Linked DNA regions of Mus musculus: all the other regions are linked to region 5. A link is a contact called in public Hi-C, HiChIP or PLAC-seq, Micro-C and promoter capture Hi-C data. All regions are on one chromosome and are shown on one strand. Each heading gives the region's core, a stretch centred on a gene start, on an enhancer-like site or on the middle of the called end of the contact. The rest is flanking DNA. Distances are from core to core; before and after follow the strand shown.

Evidence for each region. Promoter capture Hi-C pulls out the DNA fragments that hold promoters and counts their contacts. A called contact is a pair of places that touch in the nucleus more often than the background predicts. HiChIP or PLAC-seq counts read pairs in DNA pulled down with a chosen protein or histone mark.
Region 1: a contact with region 5 is called in an H3K4me3 HiChIP or PLAC-seq map of forebrain, with 4 times the contacts expected there. The contact joins the enhancer-like site here to the promoter of Cpeb4 in region 5. A contact is called at or near these places in 8 of 39 promoter capture datasets (the C10 cell line, cranial neural crest, embryonic stem cells and 4 more), 4 of 484 Hi-C or Micro-C datasets (cerebellum, cerebral cortex, embryonic stem cells and 1 more), 4 of 115 datasets of contacts at active chromatin or transcription factors (astrocytes, embryonic forebrain, embryonic hindbrain and 1 more) and 1 of 9 other capture datasets (embryonic stem cells).
Region 2: a Micro-C map of embryonic stem cells shows a contact between it and region 5, with 3 times the contacts expected there. The contact joins the promoter of Stc2 here to the promoter of Cpeb4 in region 5. A contact is called at or near these places in 7 of 484 Hi-C or Micro-C datasets (embryonic stem cells, muscle stem cells, myeloid progenitors and 1 more).
Region 3: a contact with region 5 is called in a Hi-C map of double positive thymocytes, with 2.8 times the contacts expected there. The contact joins the enhancer-like site here to the promoter of Cpeb4 in region 5. A contact is called at or near these places in 6 of 39 promoter capture datasets (the C10 cell line, cranial neural crest, embryonic stem cells and 3 more), 5 of 484 Hi-C or Micro-C datasets (CD8 T cells, double positive thymocytes and embryonic stem cells), 1 of 115 datasets of contacts at active chromatin or transcription factors (memory CD8 T cells) and 1 of 9 other capture datasets (embryonic stem cells).
Region 4: an HNF4G HiChIP or PLAC-seq map of pancreatic cancer cells shows a contact between it and region 5. The contact joins the promoter of Sh3pxd2b here to the promoter of Cpeb4 in region 5. A contact is called at or near these places in 3 of 39 promoter capture datasets (liver and stem cell-derived epiblast-like cells), 1 of 484 Hi-C or Micro-C datasets (reprogramming fibroblasts), 2 of 115 datasets of contacts at active chromatin or transcription factors (extraembryonic endoderm stem cells and pancreatic cancer cells) and 1 of 9 other capture datasets (liver).
Region 6: a promoter capture Hi-C map of pre-B cells shows a contact between it and region 5. The contact joins the promoter of Snrnp25 here to the promoter of Cpeb4 in region 5. A contact is called at or near these places in 8 of 39 promoter capture datasets (the C10 cell line, the HPC-7 cell line, cranial neural crest and 4 more), 2 of 115 datasets of contacts at active chromatin or transcription factors (effector CD8 T cells and memory CD8 T cells) and 2 of 9 other capture datasets (adipose tissue and liver).
Region 7: a Hi-C map of CD8 T cells shows a contact between it and region 5, with 2.9 times the contacts expected there. The contact joins the promoter of Nprl3 here to the promoter of Cpeb4 in region 5. A contact is called at or near these places in 3 of 39 promoter capture datasets (the HPC-7 cell line, HPC-7-derived erythroid cells, epiblast stem cells and 1 more), 3 of 484 Hi-C or Micro-C datasets (CD4 T cells and CD8 T cells), 2 of 115 datasets of contacts at active chromatin or transcription factors (memory CD8 T cells and pancreatic cancer cells) and 1 of 9 other capture datasets (liver).

What each region holds. Positions count from the first base shown.
Region 1 is chr11:32,156,037-32,159,399 of GRCm38.p6, forward strand. No RefSeq gene overlaps it. Among named protein-coding and RNA genes, the nearest start is that of Gm40823, 3.6 kb to the right of the region's middle. Within about 2 kb of position 1,830, at least 41 of the 459 cell types and tissues checked have an H3K27ac peak or open chromatin away from gene starts, as enhancers often do. A contact at or near this core is called in cerebellum, cerebral cortex, embryonic forebrain and 2 more, where this site is marked.
Region 2 is chr11:31,368,255-31,371,548 of GRCm38.p6, forward strand. Stc2 (stanniocalcin 2) reads right to left here and starts at 1,807. Exons shown (of 4, transcript NM_011491.3): 1 at 1,458-1,807. The coding sequence starts at 1,608.
Region 3 is chr11:32,130,760-32,133,928 of GRCm38.p6, forward strand. The region is part of intron 1 of Gm39676 (a long non-coding RNA gene); the gene reads right to left. Gm51888 (a long non-coding RNA gene) reads left to right here. Exons shown (of 3, transcript XR_003949656.1): 3 at 1-1,613. Among named protein-coding and RNA genes, the nearest start is that of Gm39676, 4.3 kb to the right of the region's middle. Within about 2 kb of position 1,457, at least 10 of the 459 cell types and tissues checked have an H3K27ac peak or open chromatin away from gene starts, as enhancers often do. A contact at or near this core is called in CD8 T cells and double positive thymocytes, where this site is marked.
Region 4 is chr11:32,346,412-32,349,363 of GRCm38.p6, forward strand. It overlaps Sh3pxd2b (SH3 and PX domains 2B), which reads left to right and starts at 1,429. Exons shown (of 13, transcript NM_177364.4): 1 at 1,429-1,557. The coding sequence starts at 1,483.
Region 5 is chr11:31,869,609-31,872,864 of GRCm38.p6, forward strand. Cpeb4 (cytoplasmic polyadenylation element binding protein 4) reads left to right here and starts at 1,332. Exons shown (of 10, transcript NM_026252.4): 1 at 1,332-3,256. The coding sequence starts at 2,680.
Region 6 is chr11:32,203,841-32,207,032 of GRCm38.p6, forward strand. It overlaps Snrnp25 (small nuclear ribonucleoprotein 25 (U11/U12)), which reads left to right and starts at 1,575. Exons shown (of 5, transcript NM_030093.3): 1 at 1,575-1,823; 2 at 3,120-3,192. The coding sequence starts at 1,782. It also overlaps a transcript of Il9r not described here.
Region 7 is chr11:32,265,994-32,269,106 of GRCm38.p6, forward strand. Nprl3 (nitrogen permease regulator-like 3) reads right to left here and starts at 1,714. Exons shown (of 13, transcript NM_181569.3): 1 at 1,430-1,714. The coding sequence starts at 1,547. RefSeq lists enhancers at 2,790-3,113, 2,953-3,113.

The DNA.
Region 1 (3,363 bases), core at 580-3,079, 290 kb after region 5:
ACCACCGAGCCATCTCTCCGGCCCCTCAGCCTTTAATCTTCCTTTCTCACCTTTGTATTCTAAGGGAATACAAAAGCCCAATCTCCTAGTAGCAGATGAAGATTATCGGCAGGAACTCATGATGCTGACACTCCGGTGCCTTCTGTCTGAAATGTGACACAGGAAACAGTGTAGACAGAAGATGGTCAGAGTCAAAGATAGGAAGGTCTAGGATCTACCTAAGAGTCTAGGATCCATAGGAACTTTGAAGTCAGTCATGTGGTTTTGCTTTATAAGGTATGCTGAGTTTACCTACCCCAGTTGCAAACACATCTGCATATCTCTTCTATTTGGCTCATCACTAGCCAACATAACTAGCTGCACCCTCTGATCTATAGTCCACTCTAAAGAGTCTCATCTCAAAGCAGAACGATTCAGTCAGTTCTGGGTTTCCTCACTCAAGTCAAGGGTTTCTTTGCTTTCCCACCCATGTCTGGTTCTTAAGTAGCATCATGTGAGATGGACTATTAGTTTCTGGGTTTTTCTAGGTCCACTTGACTCCCCACTACTCCAAAGGGTCCTTGGCCATTGTGGGACTGAGTAATCAACTTGGAAGTAGAACTGGTTGATTTGGCTAATAGGTTTACAGGATTTCATCTATGACTGGTTGGCCCTGTTGCTTTGGCCCTATGAAGAAACAATATGTTCTGTCAGGGGACATGTGATAGAGCAAAGTCATTTACCTAATTGCTTGGACACACATACACACACACCACATGCACAGAAACATTCACAAATACACACACGCGCACACACGTATACCACAGAAGAAGGACAAGTTTACTCCCACAACCCTCTTCTGCAGCATACCCTCAGAGACCTAACAACTTTACAGTAAGCACCCGTCAGTCCAGATGAACTCCCCTCCCAATGTTGCCATGGGCTCATTAACGTCTTTAATGTCTATGGGCGTTTGGAGGGCATGTCACGTCCAATCTGTGACATTGTGAGTGTCAAGGGTGTCGTTGCTGCCAAACCACATCCTCACCAGGCCCAACCTGTTTCCTGGTCCAGTCTCACACTTAAGAGGAATTTTCTATTTTGTTGCTATTGTGGCTTCCTTTTTTATTTTTTGGAGCCTGACTGGCCTCAAATACACAATCCTCAGCCTCCCATATGTACCACCACACCCACTAAAAACAGGAAGATTTCTGATCCCAAATGTTGAGTCCTTGTTTCTGATTCTCTTGTCTGTGCATGGCTTATTCCAGCTTCTACTCCACTGGGCCTGGCGCCTAGGGGCTGTATAAGCTCTCCACCGCCCTGGACCCACAGAGAAAGCCAGGAGCAGATCTGTCCTCATTCAGATGCCCCCATAATTAATTCACATGCTCTGGGGTCTGTTCCAGCCCCTACTTAACTGGGGGTGAGGGGGGGGGATGGGGAGGCAGGTATATCTAAAAGATCACTGGTATATGTCTCTGGCCATCTTTCATCTGTATGATTCCCTGGTCACATTTCAGACAGAAGGCAAGAGAGTGTCAAGATGGGCACATGCTCTTGCCAGGTTTTTGTTTGTTTGTTTTTTGGGTTTTTTTTGTTTTTTGTTTTTTGGGTGGTTTTTTTTTTTTTTTTTTTTTTCATCTGTCACGAGGAGCCTGGGGCTTTTGTTTCATTGTTTTATTAAGTCTTCTCTTGAGATACTTGTGGCCCGCTTCTTGAATGGAAAAGGGTGGTGGGGGGGGAACATCTGTGAATGTATCAAACTCTTTCAGCTGTGGTTTTCTGTGAGGGGCAGTGACTGGAGTGGCGAGGCCCAAGGCATGTGACATTCCCCATTGTCTTGCTTCACATTCCCAGGTTCCTAAGCGGCAGCCCAATCTGCAGGCGAGGCAACGTTTGCCAGAGGCTGTGCACCGTTCAAACCTGGCACGGGAGAGCCGGAGCTGAAAGTGTGAGGAGGAGGAGGGAGGGAGAGTGAGTTTTGTGTCTTTGCCCGAGGCTGTGTTGCCACACCATCTGGAGCCAGGAGGAGAAGATGGAATAAATATAAGGTGTCGATGTACAGAGCGGAAATGCATGAAATTGGCAGGAGCTCGTTCATCATCCTGCAAATCTGTCTTTACAAAGTGAAATCAAAATCAAGCCAGTTTGAACAATATGGAGGCTGAGCAGCTCTTCCAAGAATAGCTAATGAAAGGGAGGGGGAGGGGGAGGCGGAACCCTACAGAAAATATGCAAATGTATGAAATTGGCAGGTTCCGTTGACACTTTAGTGTGATTAGTATGCTGATTGGTGTGCTTTGGAAAGCACTAAAGAAGGATCATATTGTTTTAGGGAGAAAAAAAATAATGAAAGCCAATAAAGAGCCCAGAACCTCCTAACGGGGAGGCTCCAGTGTGTAGTCAGCTGGGCCCCGGTGAATAGAGAGAAGAGTCCTGAGTAGATTCTGTCTACACCACGGAGCCTCCATAGAAACACGCCAGCACACTGTATTCATTTACTCATTCATTCATTCATTCATTCGTGCACACAACAAGGGCATCTACACTTTGCCTAGCACTGTGCAAGATGCTCAGGACACAAAGGGCTCAGATGCCTTCTCTGGCTCAGGGTACTTTCATAGAGGACGTCTGTTGCATCTCACAGAATAACAATTGCTATGTGAGTGTCTCTGCCACATGATGTAGATGCTGGGCAAAAGGGAGAGTTCACACTGAGACAGTGCAACATATTAGGGGTTATGGGTAGAGAGCTTGAAAAAGATTCACAGAGAATGACATTCAAAATTGCAGACTCTGGGAGCTGGAGAGATGGCTCAGCAGTTAAGAGCACTGACTGTTCTTCCAGAGGTCCTGAATTCAGTTCCCAGCAACCACATGGTGGCTCACAACCATCTGTAATGGGATCCGATGCCCTCTTCTGGTGTGTCTGAAGACAGCTACAGTGTACTCATATACATTAAATAAATAATATTTAGAGAGAGAGAGAGAGAGAGAGAGAGAGAGAGAGAGAGAGAGAGAGAGAGGACTTTGATGGATGCATGTGGAGAAGTAGGCTAAAGGCATTTGAGGCATAAATAACAGAATACCAAAAGATACAAACTCAGAAAAGTAACATTTCCTGGGCTTGGCAAGGTGCCACTTGAGTAGCTCCTCTGAGAATACCCACCTGAGAGCAGCTGGGTGTGGGAACCCTTTGGTAGGCTGGCAATTTTTTCAGCCTGCTGGATATTTGGGATCCTTTGAAGATAACTGTGACTGCTTTCTCTTCACACATTTCCCAGAATTCTGGAGGCTAACTGAAAGAGTAAGCCTATGGCAAGTGGACCATGACTGCACACACATTGCCTCTGTACCTGCGGCTGAACCATGACACGGAGA
Region 2 (3,294 bases), core at 557-3,056, 500 kb before region 5:
GATCTGGCCATTTCCTTCCTGAACCCAGATGAAAGCGTCCAAGCAACTTCAATTCAGCTTTATGATTCAACACCTAAAAATCAAAACAAGATTCCTATTAAAGCCGTGCCTCCAAACCACCCGCATTAAAAATGCTAGGCCACGGAAGCTGCAGCTGGCACCAGCTTCAGAACGCAGGAGGCAGGTGGGGGCTGGCCTTTCCACCCGCCACCTTTCTCTGGAGGTTCCTTTTAATTAGGGATCCGGTGTGAGATATCACTTAATCCCCTCGAATCCCAGAGGCCCCGAGCCTGCTCCCTCTTCCAAGATGTCCTAATTCGTCAGCCTGAAAGGACAGACAGGGAGCTGTCAGGCTGCGGCAGAGCAGTCTCACGCCTCTCTCGGTTCGCTCAGTTCTACGATTTAAACCAACCGCAAAATTACAATGAGGAAAGTGTATTCTGGAAGAAGGGCGGGGCTCGAGTCGAAAAATCTGTATGAGATGAAATCTAGCATGAGAACGAGCTTGTGCTTGTGAAGGGGTGCCTAAACCCGAGAGGAGGCAGGGCGGACGAGGAACCCTTGATTGTGCGCCTAGACAAGCGGGGGTGAGAGGCTGAACTGACTCCACGCGTGGTCGCGAGCAGGGCAGCGATCACTCACTTGGAGAACCCTGACCAGCACTTGTGCATTCCGGCTCAGGCAAGGAGCGCACGCACGCCACGGCCGCCGCTTTCACACGGCCCCCGAGGAATTGCGGGGGTGGGGGCGTAAGGAGACGAGCGGCAGACACGTTTCTTTCTCTCCCGGGAGCTGGGAAGAAGGCCAGCCCCGTGTGCCACACGTCAGGCTTTTGCACTGCAGCTTGCTGGTGAGCAGGGCCGCGCACGATTCGGATCGTGTCAACAGTTCTTCCCGTGCTGACTTGGCTAGGAGCATGGCTGCAGCAGCAGAGGTACGCTTTGCGAACCCCCTCCCCCAAAGGAAAAGTTCCTAACTGGCCAGCAAAGTTCTGGGCTGTCCGGCATCTTTGGAGAAAACGGAGACAGTACATGCCAGGCTGGCCGGCTTGGAAACGAAGTTCTGGGTGCAGGGCGAGCCCAGCTCTGGGGTCCCTTGGTACTTCGCACGGGCCAGGCGTGACGAAGTGCGCCCTGCTCCGGGCCCGGGACTCTGGCTGGAGCTGGCAGCAGCGTCAGGCACAGCCTCGGTTCCCCTCAGCCCCGGGGAAGGCTAGCAACAAGTCTTGCCTCAGCCATTTCATCACCCTGCTAGCACGTGCCGATCCCCGGCTCTCGCAGCCCGAGCCAGACCTCGCTTCGCCTCGCTCTTCCCTCTGCACGTCCCGAGCCACGGAGAGTTTGTGCCGCCCGGGGTGAGCTCGGGTCGCCGGCTTGGGGCTAAAGGCACCCGGCGCGCCGCGAGCATGCACCCTGTTCTCCCCCGGCAGCTCTGGGCTGCAGGGCGCACGCGTTTACCTGTGTTCTGCAGGGACAGACGGCCTTTCTGCTGCGAGCTCCTGTCTTGGGGACCTTCCGGAGGGTTCGTGGAGTCCGTCCCCTGCGCCGGGTCCAAGGTGGCAAACACCAAAGCCAGGGTCACAAACTGGCCCAGCCGCTCCGCACACATGGTTCTGGGTATCACCCTCCCGCCTGGAGACCTGGATTCTTTGTGCGCCCCTCCTCCTCCTCTTCCTCCTCCGCCGCTTCCCCCTCCTCCCACTCTTCCTCCTCGCTGGCCCCTTCCCTCCTCCTCGCCGCGGCTCGGATAGAGGTTACCCAGCGCCCTCCCGTAGCTCTCTGGAGAGCATGTGACCAGGCCGTTAGCCGCGCCGCGAGTGCCCGGCGATAGCAGGGATGGTGCCTCAAATATCCCTGGAAGCTCTGGTGTCACTTGAATGAAGGAGTCGAGCAGGTGTTGTCCCGGAGGCTGGACCAATCGGAGACCCCGGCCCGTTTGACAACACAGCGGGAGGCGGGGCCTGCGCCAACTTCTACGGGAGGAAGCGGAGCGCCTCCGCGATCGCCCCACAAAGTTGCAGACCTGGCGGCGGCCACGCGTTTGCGTGGTGTGTGTGTGTGTGTGTGTGTGTGTGTGTGTGTGTGTGTGTGTGTGTGTGTGTGTGTGTGTGTGTGTGTGTGTGTGTGTGTGTGTGTGCGAGACGCGTGCGCGTGTGCTCCGGGGCAATGGCACGCGTTTGCGTGGTGTGTGTGTGTGTGTGTGTGTGTGTGTGTGTGTGTGTGTGTGTGTGTGTGCGAGACGCGTGCGCGTGTGCTCCGGGGCAATGGCCGAATGGACTGAGGGGGAAAAATTAAAGCGGATGCCAACTCTACTTGCAACTAAAAACTAAAAAAAGGGGGGTGGGGGGCAGGAGAAGTCGGTCTTCACAGGGACAGAGTCCCCAGGGTTCATATCCAGCTGGGAAAGTTTCCTCTTTGGAACACAGTCACATTCTCAGCCAGGAGACCTGAACAGATTAGGACAGATACCTGGTCACAGAGATGGTGCGAGCAAATTGAACTCTGGTGGGAATTCCTAAGCGTCCTGACGCTTGTTTTGTTTTTTGGGTTTTTTGGTTTTTGTTTTATTTAAAGGCGCTTGAGGACAGGCGTGGAAGCTGCTGGCCTGATTGACTTACCCACTTTCTGCCTGAATTTGATGGGTCCAATAACACCTGGGGCGTCTCGTCTCGCTCCTCCTCCAGTCCAGACGGATTCCTGTCTGGGCTTCAGGGATCCAAGTGACAATTCATTTCACCAGGTGAAAATTCATTTGCATCATTTCCTGGCTGGTGGCCTGGAGGCCCAGGCAGCCTTGGGTCAGGCGGCCACAGACCATCGCGTGCCCAAGAGGCCAGAGCTTGACAGGCAACTTTAGGCGTCTCCAAATACAGTCTTCAATTTTCTCCAAATGCCACTCGGCCCACTTACGGGTTTTGTTTGTTTGTTTGTTTGTTCTACTCTGCAGTCCTCTGATGTAAAATTAAAGCACCCCACCCCCCAAATCTTGGGACCTTCTATTTTTTTCTCCTCTTCTTGGAGCCCCCTCCTTAAGCACCCTGAGAATCAGATCGCCTTCAGCTGCAATCTCCGCTGCTGGAGGAAGCGGGGAGAAAGTTGGGCGCTGCCGGGAGCGTCTTTCCTCCCTGCTGTGTGTGTACGTGTGCACGCTCACGTCTCCCTCGCGCTGGGCCCGGGACAGGAACTGCTGCTCTTGGCCTCATAAACCCGAAGGAGTAATTCGGGGGGCCAGCTTGATTGGGGGAGGGTGGAGAGGCGAGCGTTGCCACCTAGCGCCACATGGCACTCGTCCGGT
Region 3 (3,169 bases), core at 207-2,706, 260 kb after region 5:
TGGAGGGAACAGCCTTGCTACTTAAAGACCATTTCTCACTGGAAATAACTCACTCCTCAAGACTCACATAAATTCTTTCCATGGATGACAGCCTCATCTAATGACCTCACACTAGGCTCTACTTGCCAAAAGTTCCTCCCCTTGTTAACACTGCCACATCTACAACCAACTTTGAACCCAACATTCATCAGGGCAAATACTAGCCAAGCCAGAGAATCATTTCAAGCTGACTGCCTTTTCTCTAGTGCCCAGCAGAGTGGCAAGTTCAAGCAAGACCTCTAGCAGGCAAAGACTGAATTGGTGACAGGAACCTGCTGACTCCATCTCTAGCTTATTCTGAGAGTCATTCTCAGTTACCCAGCAGCCAGGGACCTAAGGAGCCTGACAGGGGAAGAGCCCCTTACAAAGAGACAACAGATCTGCTGCCTGGGTGCTGTGTCACACTGCAGAGGACACAGGACAGAGGACAAAGGACAGGAATGCTCCTGGATCAAGCCTCTGTCCCTTGGGATAAGCCGCTTCCTCCATTCTGGGAACAAGGGCAATATCCAATCAAATCCATGTGGACCCTTGCCTGTGGACCCCCCATGAAAGGCTTAGACATTTGTTTTCTTTACACCTTTAATTCCAGTGCCTGGGAGGCTGAGGCAGGGGGATTGCAAGTTTAAGGTCAGTCAGAGCAACATGGAAAGATCCTGTCTGAGAGAAAGGAAGAGGGAGAAGAGTAGAAACAGAGAAAGAAATGTTTAGTTGTGGTAAGATATCCTAACAGTCAAATATCCAGCTTCAAAGCTAATTTTGAATGGCCTTCTCCCCCCTGCCCCCTTATGAGGACTGGTTTGTATATGTATATTTTCCCAAATAGATTACATTCCTGGGATTTCACATGCATTTTTTATCTGCTGAGAGGACTCAATCAGCACTCCTTGGAGGTACAGGACACTCAACCCAGCTGTTTGGGTGAGTGAGGGGACCAGGTAACACAAAAATATAAGGAAGAGAGAGAATTGTTGTCCTCCAGCCGTATTAAGTGTCCTCTCCCATGCCTCTGGCCCACCACAGTTAGCAGCTTCTCTGGCTTAAGAAACAGGCCTGGGGGCTTCGTGCCAGCCACAAGGGCAGTGAAACCTTCTTCAAAGGCCAAGCCCCAGAGGCAGAGCCCCAGATCCAGCATGGCTGAGACTTTCACACATTTCTGTCTTCTGTCTCCTGTGAATGGTGACATACAGTTGGGCACTTTAAACTACTAGCCAGTAGTTATTCCAACATTGACTGGAACTCGAAGGCAAGGAAAGGAAGGGGGCTTCAAGAGCAATGTGGGAGTGAGCCCCTGTACACAGGGACACAGACCAGCCCTTGCAGCTGGTTTCTATTTTCCTTCTTAGCTGTTGGGGGTTCCTACCACAGTCATGTGATTTCTGTGATTAGAACCAGAATGAGCAGGAATGGGCAGACGGGGCAGCCCCAAGAAGTGAGGCAGGTGCACATGTTACTTCTAAACTTCTTTACAACCCCACAGGATGAGGCTATAGAGATGGCTCAGTGGTTAAGAGAACTGGCTGCCATTCCCTAGGACTCAGGTTGATTCCTAACTCCCATATGGAAGTTCAAACACCCATAACTTCAGTTTCAGAGTATCCTATGCCCTCTTCTGGCCTCTTTAGGAACTGCATGCATGTGGTATGCAGGCAAAACACTCACACGCATAAAATAACAATTAAAAAGATTAAAATCTCTACCTCACAGTCCCATCTTGATTGTCAGTGGGATGCAAATGTGCAAAAGCACTCTGTATCAGAGATTAAAAGTTTCTAATAAATTCTAACAATGTTCTCTAGTGAGCATTAATAGATTTATTCTCAGGCATCTGGGGCTGGAGAGATGGCTCAGCGGTTAAGAGCACTGACTGCTCTTCCAGAGGCCCTGAGTTCAAATCCCAGCAACCACATGGTGGCTCACAACCATCCATAATGAGATCTGACGCCCTCTTCTGGTGTGTCTGACGTACTTACATATAATAATAAATAAATCTTTGGGCCGGAGCGAGCAGAGGTCCTGAATTCAATTCCCAGCAACCAAATGATGGCTCACAAACATCAGTACAGCTACAGTGTATGCATATATATAATATGTATTTATTTTTTACATTAAATAAATACATCTTTTTTAAAAATAGATTTGTTTTCTGTACCACAGTCAAGGCAAATCCTAGTACTTTGTGGCCACAATTACCGAAACCATGGAATGAACAGGTGCGTAAGGGGAGGTTTCCTGAGGAGAAATGGGATTCAAGAGCTCAAGTCACCCCTGGGCACTGTACAGTGACAGACAAGAGCTGAACTTCTGTCTTGTGTCCCCATGTGGAGTATTTTCCTAGACCTCTTTTGTGAATTATCATGTTTTGAACTTTCAGCACAAAGCAAGAATTTATCTTTTTCCCCCTCCTGTGTCTGCCTTGTTGAAGTGGGACTTGAACAATGCTGAGCATTTAGAATCTTAAGGCTTTTTTTTTTCTTCTTCAGATAATTCTGGCTTTGTGTCCTTTTCCCATCAGGGAGGGATGGGCGGGGCTTAAGAATGAGGGGCAGCAGAGTCTGCAGATAAAGGGAAGCCATCTTTCTCTCCTGGGTCTCTGACTGACTGGCTGAGAGGGAAGCAGAACGGTGAGGTGAGTGGGTAGATCCCGTTCTACCACAGCCCCGCTGATCTGCTGAAACACCCATCTATCTGTGGGTTCTGGCTGAGCAGTGGCCCTTGTTCTGGGTGTGGCTAGTGCTAGTGCTCATTGGCATCTGGCCCTTCTGTCCTTCCAGGTACACTGCCCACTTCTCCATCCTCTGCAGTTGAGCCAGGCAGGTGGATCTATATAATGAGTTTCAGGATAGCCAGGAATATAGAGAGAGACCCTTCGTCAAAATAAACAAACAAGCAAACAAAAAACTAAATCAAAACAATAGTAGTAGTAATAGTAATGGTAATAATAATAATAATCAATGATAATAACAATAATGATAATAATACAAACTAGGACATCACCCTTGCCTTCCAGCCTTAGCCTCACCGGCTTGATCAGTCCTATTGATGAGACTTTTTCTATTGAGTGTTTTTACTATATTTACTCATCTTTTCACTTTCAAAACTTCATTCTGGGAATGGACAGATGGCTCAG
Region 4 (2,952 bases), core at 179-2,678, 480 kb after region 5:
GCTACAGGCAGAGCTGGGGAACTGGGAAGTGGGAGGAGCTAGCTGATTCAGGTACATCCAACTTCTACAGTCTGTGCTTCTGCTTTGTGCAGGACATGAGAGAAACCAGCGGGTGCCTTGGGTGGCAGCTCTGCTGGGGAAGCACCTTAGGATCTGGTGCACTGGAGGGAATTACTGGGCCAGGGAGGGCCCTGGTTCCAAATGGATGCCACTCTCCACAATCTCCGAGTGGGTCAGTAAGAACAGCTTAATCAAGAGCGCCAAGAAGATAGTCCTGTGCCTGAGGCAGCACAAAGCCATCTTTGGTACAAAACTGGCTTTGGTAAAGACAATCCTCCCGCCTTGGCCTGGTACCAATCAAGTAACCCCTTCTATTAGTGAAGCCCATCCAGACCAGCCTTCAAGGCCAGAACAGCAGAAAGCACGGACAAAGAAGCCAAAAAGGCAATAGAGGGGTTTCCAGAGGGATTCAAAATAAAGTAGTCTGCAAGGCCTGCCTGGACTGACGAGAACTCTCCCTTAAGAAATTCCTCGACTGATCTATGGGTGGGGAGGTGCCTGAAGGGGAACCCCTGCTTCGTGGCTGAGAAACCACTACCTGCAGTCTGAACTTCCTATCCATGGTGTTATGTGTGTCCATCCATCCATCCATCCATCCATCCATTCATTCAGCCAGCATCTGTTAGTTACTGAGCGCCCAGCCAATGCTAGGATGAGCTAGAGAAAAGAGATGTGGAGCCACTTGTAGCTTTGCTTTGCTTAGTGTGGGGCAACCATGGGTTGGACCCACCTGCTCCATGAATCTAGAGGCTGTCCTCAGGTCCTCTGTAAAAGGCGATTAACCATCCCCTCCTGACCCCCAACTCCCAGGTGTTGTGAGATTTTAAGTGAGCATCCGTGATAATGACAGGGCACAGGGCCAGGTGTGGACTCAGTCCCCCACGGGGTCAGGGGCTTGCTACCTACCCAGCATCCCTGCTCTCTTTCACCTTCGCAGCCCTGTGCAGGGCTGCCAGGCCATTTTTGCAGTTTTTCCTCTCCCTGTCATAGACAGTAAACCCAAGAGACCTAGTGACCACCTCTCCCTGACCCCCAGCCCCCGCCCCCAGCCCTGGGGGCAAGCGATCGGATTTATAGCGACTGGCACGCCAGCGGTTCTCACACACCGAGGGGGATGGGCAACCTCCCTGAGCCCTTAACGGGAATGGAGAGCTCGAGCAAGATGCTTGGGTGCCTGGGTTTAGAGTCGCCAGGCCCGGGCGCGGGGGGCGGAGCGCGCCGTCCCGCCGGGCGCGGGGACAAAGGCCCGCGGGCGGACGTGGCCGGGCCGGGCCGGGAGGGCCCTTTAAGCAGGGTGGGCGGGCGGCGTGGAGGCGGGCAGGGGCGGGGCGCGGAGGGCGGTGGCGGCGGCGGCAAGTGCTCGGCGGCAAGGATCGCTTTGGCCCGGCCCGGCCCGCACGGCGCTGGGCGCGGAGAACGGCCATGCCGCCGCGGCGCAGTATCGTGGAGGTGAAGGTGCTGGACGTGCAGAAGCGGCGCGTGCCCAACAAGCATTATGTGAGTCGGCGTCCGCGCCACGCGGCGATCCCAGCCCCGCGCAGAACTTGTGCCCCGCGCCCTCACCGCCGTCTCCCCACGCGCCCCGGGTCCCCGCGCCCTCCCTGCTGTCTGTCTCCCCACGAGCCCTTGGTCCCTGTGCCTTCCCCGCCATCTCCCCGCTCGCCCCTTGGTCCTCGCCATCTCCTCGCGAGCTCTCGCCTTGCCCACCCGTACAAAAGTCTGGCCCCAGCCGCTGCTGCAGACTAAGACAGAAACCAGGAGAGAAACCCACGGAGCCGTGGGTCTCAGGCCACCCTCCTACCCAGAGGCGCCCAGCCTCATAGGATTAGCGAACCTAGCCCTTCATCCTTCTGTGCATGGGTCATTTGAGCGCCCCTTCCCTGTAACTTCCGCTTAACAATGTGGGAAAGTTTCCCCAGGAGTAACCCCCCTCTGTGACAGGAGAATTTTGTTTGGAGCTGCTAAGGTGTGGAGGAAATGGGTCCCTGGCATCATTTTGCAGATGGGAACGCTGAGACTCAAAGGCTGAGGATTCTCAAACGTGGACGATGGGCCTGGGGCCCACGGTGACCCTCAAGTGGGAAGTGGCCTCTCAGGCTGCTTGGGGACTTTGTTGGAGGTTGAGGTGGCCTTGGTTCCACCTCAGAGGTTCTGGGTAGTAGGACAGTGGATTTAGAGGAGGCCCTGGGGACTTCACTCCAGGTGTGAGGGGGACTGGCTTCCCTGTGGCTGTGCCAGTCCTGAAGAAGTTAACCAGGAAAGAAAAAAGCAAGAGGGAGGGAAAAAAAAATCCTAACAAAGAAGTGAGGAACAATGACTAGAGAGGGCGTTGGCTGGAGAAAGGCTGGCCAGGGGCCTCCCTGGAAGCCCCTTTGGATCTATTTGTTTAAGAGATCCATTCTTACAAAGCAGACAGCTATACATGCCTTCCCTGAGTCGCCCATAAAATTCTGAAAGGAGATGGCCGGGTATCCACTGTACTCTACAAGAAAGGGTGTGCTGTGTTCCAGTGTATTGTTATAGTCTAGGCCTTCAGTAACTCAGCCCTGGGCCAGCCAGCGGGGGGCTGCTTCCTGGACCTGTGGTATCTTTAAATAGAGCTAAGTTTTCCCTGCTTCAGAGCTCAGCTAAATTGTCTTGGTTTCCCCACCCCCACTCCCTTTCCCCCCCCCCCCCCCCTTAACTATTTCAAATGCTGCCAAGTCTTGGTTTCTTGTTGAAGCCTGTTGAGTTGCCTCTTGGGTATGGGACAGTTTTCAGCAACACACCAACTGGAGGAAGTCTGAAATTCTCCTCCATGCCGCCTTCCACCAGATCCGACAAACCAGAATAGATAGAACCACCAAGGACTGGGTGTCACCTTCTACTCCCTTGTGGTGTCACACATGTTTA
Region 5 (3,256 bases), core at 82-2,581:
CCATTCAAGATTCCTCTCTGGTGCTTCCAATCTTCAATGTCAAATCTTTCGAGCAGTGGCTCTCAACCTTCCTAATGCTGCGACCCTTTCATACAGTTACTCGTGCTGTGGTGACCCCTCCCCACCATAAAATTACTTTTGTTGCTACTTCATAACTGTAATTTTGCTACTGTTATGAATTGTAATGTGAACATCTGTGTTTTCTGAGGGTCTTAGGCAATCCCTGTGAAAGGGTCATTGGACACCTCCCTGAAGGCATCACAACCCAGTTGTTGAGAACTACTGTTTTAAGCACTGATTTAGAGACATAAGCCACCAATGTAATATAATGCCATATAAAAGCATGAGCGGTATCGAGGGTCATGTATGCCTGTAAAAAGAGATTCCGAAGGCAGAGTAGGTAGGTTGGAGACTTACTCCTAAAACGAAATGAGAGTTTGCCAAGAGGAGACGACAAAGGCGTGGAAAAAGGCACAGAGAATACTGCCCACAGGACAATACGGAGTTTGGTCTTTATTCTCCAGGTAACGGACTGCCATTTTTAAAAAGGTATGAGCACAACAGGACCGTGACTGGAATTTCGTTTTTAGAAAAATCCCTCCGTTCTGCTTGGAAGGTGGAGTAGAAAGCTAATAGTTGGTGGCTCAGCCATGGACGCCTACAGCATCTGCATCTCAAAGGGAGGATGGGAGAGTAGGTGGTTCGGGTGGAGGAATGGAGACTGAAGGGAATCCCTCCGGAGACGTGCGTTCAGGATAAGGACTATGCAGTTCTAGGCACAGCACAGATGCCGGGAAAACCCGCCTCTCCTTCCATCCCTCGGGGGCGGAGCTCGGGCCAGAGCACGTGATGCCCGGGGCACCCACCTTTACTCAGGGCAGGCCTCTCGTTTATTCTAGGTTTCATGGGTTGCCACTTCGACCCCCAACACTTTAGCTCAGTGTTTCAGTGTGCAAGATGTCCATTCTCTTCCGAGCGTCTCTCTACGGACTTCCTAAGAAGCCTGCTTTGGGAACATAAATCGCAAAGGAATCTTTGCCCATAAAAAAGATGGCGGTGCACCGCTTGCACTGGGTGCGCAGACCCGAGGCCGACGCCGGCCCCGCTGGGCGAGGCGCAGGCGGAAGAGGCGGCTCTGAGATGACCAGAGACCTTCCTGGGTGGAGCTCTGAGGCTGGGAGGCGTGGCCTAGTCGGGATTGTGGTGTCGGATTGGTCTTCCGGCTGCTAGGCGTGGCCTCCGCAGCACCCCGCCCCTCCCTCATCGAACCGGAAGTGTCTCTCGGTCTTTCCAGCTGGTTGTCATTTCACTCGGCTCGGTCCTGAGGAGAAGGACTCAGCCGCGGCTGCGGGACCTGGGCACCGGAGGCAGTGGCGGCGGCGGCGGCGGCGGCAGCGGCGACAGCAGAGGAAGACGAGGAGGAAGAAGGAAGAAAAAGAAGAGCCAGACGGAGTCCGCAACGACGACAGCTGGGACTGCGGGACCGGGGAAAAGCGGCGGCGGCGGCGGCCCAGCAACCGTGAGGAGAAACAAAAGCCTTCTAAATTATAGTTTCCAATCAGTCTAGGGGAAAAGAGAGCGCGAGCCGAGGGGGGAGGCTTTTCTCCTGTAGAGTAACTACGGTAGCGGGGTTTTCCTTTTTGTCCATCCCCCTTCCCCCTCCCCCCGGCGGAGAATCGAACTGAGAGAACTGAACAAACCGCCCCTGGGTCCCATGAGGGAAAAAAATCCCGGAGCCGCAGAGAGGGGAAGAGGCAGAAACCGCAGGACCTTCCAGGTCGCCCCCTTGCTCCCCGCACCCCCGGGCCGCCAGCTTGCCCTTGTCCAGTCTCGCTAATCCCTCCTGATCGCGACACCCCCCAGAGGGAGAAACGGGTGTTTCCAACCCCTTTCATGGGGGAAAGGAGGCCGAGGGGAGCCCAAGAACAGCAAACGCAGCAAGATCTGCACCCGGAGCCCAAGGAACAGCCCCAGAGGCCCACACTGCACCCTACAAAAGAACAGAAACAGGACCAGGAACAGCAGAAATCTCCCTGCAATCATCTTTCCTTTAGTCAAGGCTGATTTCCTCTTTGGCAACCAGAAATTCACCTCCCGCCCCAGATAACCTAATATAATCTATCTATATATAAATATATAATATATAATGTTCTTAAATTATTCCTGATTTTTTTAACCAAGCTGCCAAGAAAAGAACGTATTCACCCCTTAATCCTATTCTAATTTTTATGTGAATCTAAACTGCTGAGGAAGACCATATGTGATTGTTAAATTTTATATATATATATTTTTACTCCGCACAATGCTTATTCTTCTATATCCATAGATGCTTGAGAAGCTGTGTTTTTGTCATTCATGAACATTTTCCTTTGGAAAAAGAAAGCGCCTATTTTACTAACCAAAGACTTGATTTTTACCTTTTTCCTTTTTTATTCCTTCCTTGAAATAAGCCCAATTGGATTCATATCAATATTTTAAGAGGTTTTTTTTTTTAGGTTCTTTTCCATTCAGAGAGACCAGAATTCCAAATCAGAGATACGTAGGGTGATAAGCTGTGATCTTTGAGTTAGCTATAAATAAGATACTTCAAGCAAACATATTTGAGATACAGGGGAGGAAAGACGTGAGACATTAGGTTGTCTTTTTTTTATTGTGAGATTCTGATCCTAAAAATAATAAATGGGGGATTACGGGTTTGGAGTGCTAGTGCAAAGCAATACTGGGAATAAATCTGCTTTTCCAGTCCGATTCCATCCACATCTGCAGCCTCCACACCATCACCAAAATGCCACCCCCAACCCTGCTGCTTTTATAAATAATAACACAGCTGCCAATGGCAGCAGTGCTGGGTCAGCCTGGCTCTTTCCTGCCCCGGCTACTCATAACATTCAGGATGAGATCTTGGGGTCAGAAAAAGCAAAAAGTCAACAGCAAGAACAACAAGACCCTTTAGAAAAGCAACAGCTCTCCCCGAGTCCAGGTCAGGAAGCTGGAATACTGCCTGAAACTGAAAAGGCAAAAGCTGAAGAAAATCCAGGGGACAGTTCTTCAGAAAACAGCAACGGAAAAGAAAAACTACGCATTGAATCACCAGTGTTGACAGGGTTTGATTACCAAGAAGCCACCGGTCTCGGGACTTCCACCCAACCCTTGACATCCAGTGCATCGTCCCTTACTGGTTTCAGTAACTGGTCAGCAGCGATAGCACCTTCTTCCTCCACTATAATCAATGAAGATGCAAGTTTCTTTCACCAGG
Region 6 (3,192 bases), core at 325-2,824, 330 kb after region 5:
GCAGAAAACTAATAGACATAGCTGATAAAGCCAAAATTGCCTGAAACAGTTCATTTGAGAGAAGATATCTCAAACAAAAATGTCAAAGACAAATAAATTGTGCTTACTTATGGCCACATTAATCTATACTGTAGATTTTCTGTTTATTTTTGTTTTGAGAAAGGGTCTCACTATGTAACCTGTTCCTCTTACTTTCTTCTTTATCTCTGCTGTGCAACTCTCCTGGGCTTTAAACCCTTTCTCCTGCCTCAGTCTCTCCAAGTGCTAGGATTTTCTCCAAGTGCGTACAACAAGCTTGGCATAGGGGATAAGAGTTTTAAGTAGGATAACCATGATTGAGGGAGGGAGGGAGGGAGGGAGGGAGGGAGAGAGGGAGGGAGGGAGAGGGAGGAGAGGGAGAGAGAGAGAGAGGGAGGGAGGGAGAGAGAGAGAGAGAGAGAGAGAGAGAGAGAGACACGGTTGTTGTTCTTCCAGAGGGCCAAATTTGATTCCCAGCACTCACACGATGTTTCTCAGTGCCCAGAAGAAATACACGCCGAAAATGACCCATACACATAGGATTTTAAAAATGAGGCAAGTGATTAAAGTAGCTATCCAGGGAATGTGACGGGAGCAAAGAAAAAAGAAAAAGCCCACAGTGCTGCCTACACAGCGTCCTCATAAGAACAGTTGTTACAGGGACTGGTGGTGTAAAAGAACACGAGGACTAGAGATCAGCGCATGGCAAGGCTGCCCTTGACAGCTCCGAGGACCACAGGTCCCGCCTAGATTTGTTTTGTTTAGACAACTTCCCTCTGTAGTCCCTGCTCTCCCATACAGACCTAGCTCTCGATTCAGATCCAACTGCCTCTGCCTCCTGTGTGCTGAGATTAAAGGTGTGTGCCACCAAGCCAAAGCTTCACTTCACTTTTTATTCTATTTGTGTGTGTGTGTGTGTTGGAGTTGGAGTTGGTTTTTGTGCGGGGAGGGGGTTGGTGGGTTTTTTGGTTGGTTGGTTGGTTGGATTTTTGAGACAGGGTTTCTCTGTATAGCCCTGGCTGTTCTGGAACTCACTCTGGCCAGGCTGGCCTCGAACTCAGAGATCCGCCTGCCTCTGCCTACCAAGCGCTGGGATTAAAGGCGTGCACCATCATGCCCGGCTTCCACCTTACTTTAAAGTGGACCTTTTAGGCAATTTTTTGGAATGGAGCCCATGGCATAATCTCAAGTGACTGCGAAGCGACCTGGCTGGGGCAACAGCACGCGAGTGGCAACGGCAGGCCCCAGGCAGCAGGAGGCGCCCGCCTCCCAGCGTCACCTTGTTGGGTGATGCCGTGCACGGGGACAGGTGTCTTGCGCGAAACGATAGCAACGCTGGCCTTCCTTGACAACCAGCCCAGACCGAAGAGAAGCTCAGCAGCGGGGAACAGAATAGCTCGTAGCTCCCGCGCCGCTCGCACCACCAACGTGACCTGCTCTATCCAGCCAATAACCTGCTGTCTGCACGCTCCCAGCCTCCCGAAGACTCGCACATTTCATTGGCTACTGAAGCCACGCAGTATACCATTGGCTAAGCTATCTCGTCGGGGCGGGACACAATCACTGCGCACGCGCCTTTTGCTTATCAACCTGGAAGGCAGGGCAGGCTGGAGGAGCGCCGGAAAGCAACACTAGTCTAGTAGTAGGCAGTCCTGGAGGACCCGGAGGCTGAGGATCGGCCGGAGGTGCCGGAGGACGACGAGGATGATGAGGAGACATTGCCCCATTCCGAGGCTGTGGACGTGTTCCAAGAAGGTCTCGCCATGGTGGTGCAAGACCCGCTGCTCTGCGACCTTCCGATCCAGGTGCGAGACAGGGCTCTGGGGTGTGGATGGGCGCTGGTGGTCCCACCAGAGAAAGACGCTTCTGCGCATAAGTGGAACGCTTAGGGTGAGGAGCCCCTCTGAGCCGTGAAGTTTGAATTAAACAAACACTAAGATATGAACTCAGGATGAGTGTGACAAGTCTTTTCCTTTTGCCTGAAACTTCAGTATGCGTGACTTAGTAGTTAATGTATTCTTTAACCTTGCCAATCAAAGGTGTTTTTATTTAACGTCTGTGTGCGCACAGAACTGGGAGCCAAACTGAGAACCTTTCGAATGCTAAATAAGTGCTCTACCACTGAGTTACACAAGTTTATTTGTACTTCCCTCTGTGTTTTATTAAAACATCTCTTGTCTGGCCAGACCTTTAATCTCAGCACCCGGGATGCCGAGGCAAGGGAATCTCTGTGAGTTTGAGGCCAGCCTGATACATTGAGAGCTCCAGGCCAGCCAAGGGTCTGGAGTAGTGGGTCTCTGCCTCAAAACAAACAAAAGACATTTTGTTATCAAAGGTTTTAGGTAGCCGGTCAGTTGCACCCTGGACCTGAGGTACAGGCCTGGAGCCTCTTGATACAATACTCTCAGGATCGCCAGGCCCAGTGTTAATTGAAAATCCTAACACACAATAGGTGTCTTAGTCAGAGTTTTACTGCTGTGAACAGACAGTGTGACCAAGGCAACTCCTTTTTTTTTTTTTTCCTTTAAAGTTTATTCAATACAACCTAATCTCCAACTTCACTGAGGTGGCTGACCACGTGGACTCTTATAAGGACATTTAATTGGGGCTGGCTTACATGTTCAGAGGTTCAGTCCATTATCATCAAGGCAAGAGCATGGCAGCATCTAGGCAGGCATGGTGCAGGGGGAGCTGAGAGTTCTACATCTTCATCTGAAAGCTGCTAGCAGAATATTGGCAGCAAGGATGAGGGTCTTAAAGCCCAAGCCCATAGTGACACACCTACTCCAGCAAGCTACACCTATTGTAACTGGGCCACACCTTCTAATAGTGCCACACCCTGGGCTGAGCATATGCAAACCATAACAGTAGGCAAGCTTGGTTCCCTTTTTTGATCAGGGCCACTGACAGGTAGGTATATATCATCTATAACTAGGGAGACATTAAGGCATCAGGTGTCTCCAAGTGACGCTCCCCAGCAGTGTGGGTAGGGCCATGTCAGTGAAAGGGCATGTTTGGAAAGGACCACTGGGGCAGGACTCTCAGACACAGAATTGCCCCATTCTAACACCAGAAAGCTCTTATGATCTCCATCTCCCTAGGTTACTCTAGAAGAGGTCAACTCCCAGATTGCACTGGAATATGGCCAGGCGATGACTGTCCGTGTGTGCAAGA
Region 7 (3,113 bases), core at 464-2,963, 400 kb after region 5:
TTTGTTTCAGTTGGGTGGTAGTATTGGGGCATGGGTACATGGCCTACAAGCACAGGTGAAGGCCAGAGCAAAATGTAAAGTGTCCTCCTTTCTCTGTATCTTACTGTCTCGAGGCAGGGTCTCTCACGGAATCAGCTTACCCTTCAGGCTAGGCTGGCTGGCCAGGGAGCTCTTGATCAACCCATCTCTATCAGTCAGTGATGACATTACGCACACCACAGCCAAGCCAGTCTTTTTACATAAGTGCTGGGAATTTAGGGGTCTCATGCTGGCAGAGCCAGTGCCCAGCCTGAAAAGACTGAAAACTACTGCCCTCAACAGGGGCTGGACGAATAAACCAGAGTACGCTCATCTCATGGACTTCACTGCAGTCATTAATAAGAACAAGGTGGCTGGCGGCGGTGGTGGCCCAGGCCTTTAGTCCCAGGACTCAGGAGGCAGAGGCAGGCAAATCTCTGAGTTCAAGGCCAGCCTGGTCTACAGAGTGAGTTTCAGGACAGCCAGGACTACACAGGAAACCTGTCTCAGGGTGAGGTTGAACCTGTTTAAGACATAGACATAAAGTACAGAAGAAAATGAGCAAAAAGACCATCCGGTCTATTTCAATATATATATATATATATATATATATATATATATATATATATATATATATATCAGGGAAAAAATGGGCCATGTAGTTCCTTTTGTACTTGGAATGTGTGCTTTGCTTGTGTATAAACAGATTTGGAAAATGGTGACGATAGTTGCCCTTTAGGGGGATGAGGGAGGGGGTTCTGAGAGCTTGGTACCATCTTTATGTTTTTATAACTTAAAACCCTTTGTATTATATTAGCGAGCTTTAAAGAACACTGCCTACAGAGGCAGGCTATGCCTGATCCATGCAGCAGTGTACTGCGACTAGACAGGAGTTATGTGCTCAATAACTCCAAGAACCTTCAAGGCGGATGCTACAAAATAACAAATGAGTGTCCTGAGATTCTCTGAGGGGCTCGGGGAAAGGATGATGCTGTATTTTATTTTTTGGTGGGTACACTTTCAGAGTTTATATACAGGAGGGATGATTATCAAGATGGTGAGCAGTTATCCACAATGGGCATGGACCAGAGTTCAAGATCAACTTCAGACCTTAAAGTCGCTTATATTTTCTAAAATAACTTATAAATTCGTGTCTGTGCTTGTAAAATCTGGTGTCTTTCTGGATTTGTCTGGAGAAATGGCTGGCCTTGGGCTCATGGCAATACCCCGGCCTCCGCGTCCGGGGCGCTGGGATCCCAGATGCGCACCACTGCTGGAGCTGGCAATTCTTACGCATTTTTATTTCATGGGCTGGAGACTCAGGAGTCGTGCCGCGGCCCCTCTCCTCCTCCTCCTCCTCCGCACTGTGCACTGCGCGTGGCGGGGCGGGTGACCGCCAGGAGCCACTTACTTGTCTGGGACGCGGGGTGCTCCTGGCTCCTCTGGAAGGGGTACCTGAAGAGCAGCTTATTGCCCCTGCTGCCCGAGCTCACCAGGATCACGCTGATGGGGCTGGTATTGTCCCCCATCCTGCGGGAGCCCGGGCGTGCGCCTGAGAGGAACTCGCGTAGGGACCGCAAAAGCCGAAGGCAGGCGCCGGGCCCGCAGGGACACGGAGGAAGCCGGCACCTCGGCCTCGGCGCTCACTCTCGCGAGACTTCGCCGAGCGGCGCTCCACAGCCCCCGCGCATGCCCGGACAGGCGACTGCGCCGGCGCGACGCCTTGGCTGCACTCTAGTAGCTCGCTAGGGAAAGCTGTCTGCAGTTTAAAGTCATACACTTGATTTAACCAGAGCGTATAAACTTTAAACTGTAAGAAAGGCAGGAGCGGTGGTCTGGATTGTACTAGCCTGCTCATCACATAACAATCATGTTTTCAAACTTTACAAAGAGAGAAAATAGTCGTATTTCAACCTCCCCCTCCCCGCCCCCCAACTATTACTCAATGAGAAGGTACCATTTGAATATTTGCCAGTGTCTGAGAGTTGCACTTATGTTTGCCTTTTGATGGTTTGGATGTGTGATGTGAAAGGAATGACTTTAACTCATTTTGCAAGCCTTTATCCCAGTCATGTGTGATTTGAGTGTTGTGTGAGGTCAGGAGTAGGAAGGGGCTGGGAGGGAAGCAGACAGAGAGATGGAACCAGGTGCCTGGGATGGGTCGTGGGACCTTCCCACGGAACCAGCGGGAGTGCATAGGGACCGGGGCACTTGAGCCAGGCAGGACTGTGGTCCAGGTTTTCCCTCTTACTCCCCCGGGCCATTCTGCCACTTGATTAGCCAGAGCCTTGGGACCCCAGTGGTTGCCTCTGAGATAGGAAGACCTAAACCAAGGAGCCCAGAGTTTCCCCAACTATGATCTCTGGACCCATTTTTTGCCAGCAACCTTCACAGGAGTATTCACAGTATAATTTTCTATGTAATTAATAGTGACAGCCAGGCTCAGTGGTGGAGACCTGTATTTCCAGCTACTAGGGAGACTAGGGTAGCAGGATAGGAAGTTAAAGCCAGGCAGGGCAACTCATTGAGGCCTTCTCAAAAAGGGAAAGAGATGTTGCTTGCTAGTGAGCACTTGACATTATATACGAGGCCCTGGGTTCAATCTTTTCTACCGTCACTAGCTCTGAAATGGACGTGGTAATAATGCTGCGTGTGGGGGAAATGATGAGATCCCAGTCTACAGAAGTCCACTGTACTCCCCTCTGAGGCTGCCTTACCCAATACTGACAGCACTGGATAGGAGAACCCAGGACTAACTAACCTGGGATGCATCACCTCAACTCCCAAGGTGTCCACATCATTGTGAAGAAATACCATCAGCTATTCCAGAAATCAAAACGTAGGTCACACCGTGGACTCCACTGGGGACCCCAGTTTCCCCGCCAGAAGCTGGATTTGAGCTGTTGTGAAGGAGCAGAGCCAGCCTGAGCTCTGCAGGCCATACCTTCCGACTCTGATGTTAAAGTCTTACAGAAGAGAGGCTTCATTTCAAATGTAAAACAATGTGGATTCAAGACCCCCTCTGCAGAAGTAAACCTTTGGAAACTGGAACTTTGGACCCTTGCACCCCATCCCCCAAGGTCTCCCTTAGGTAG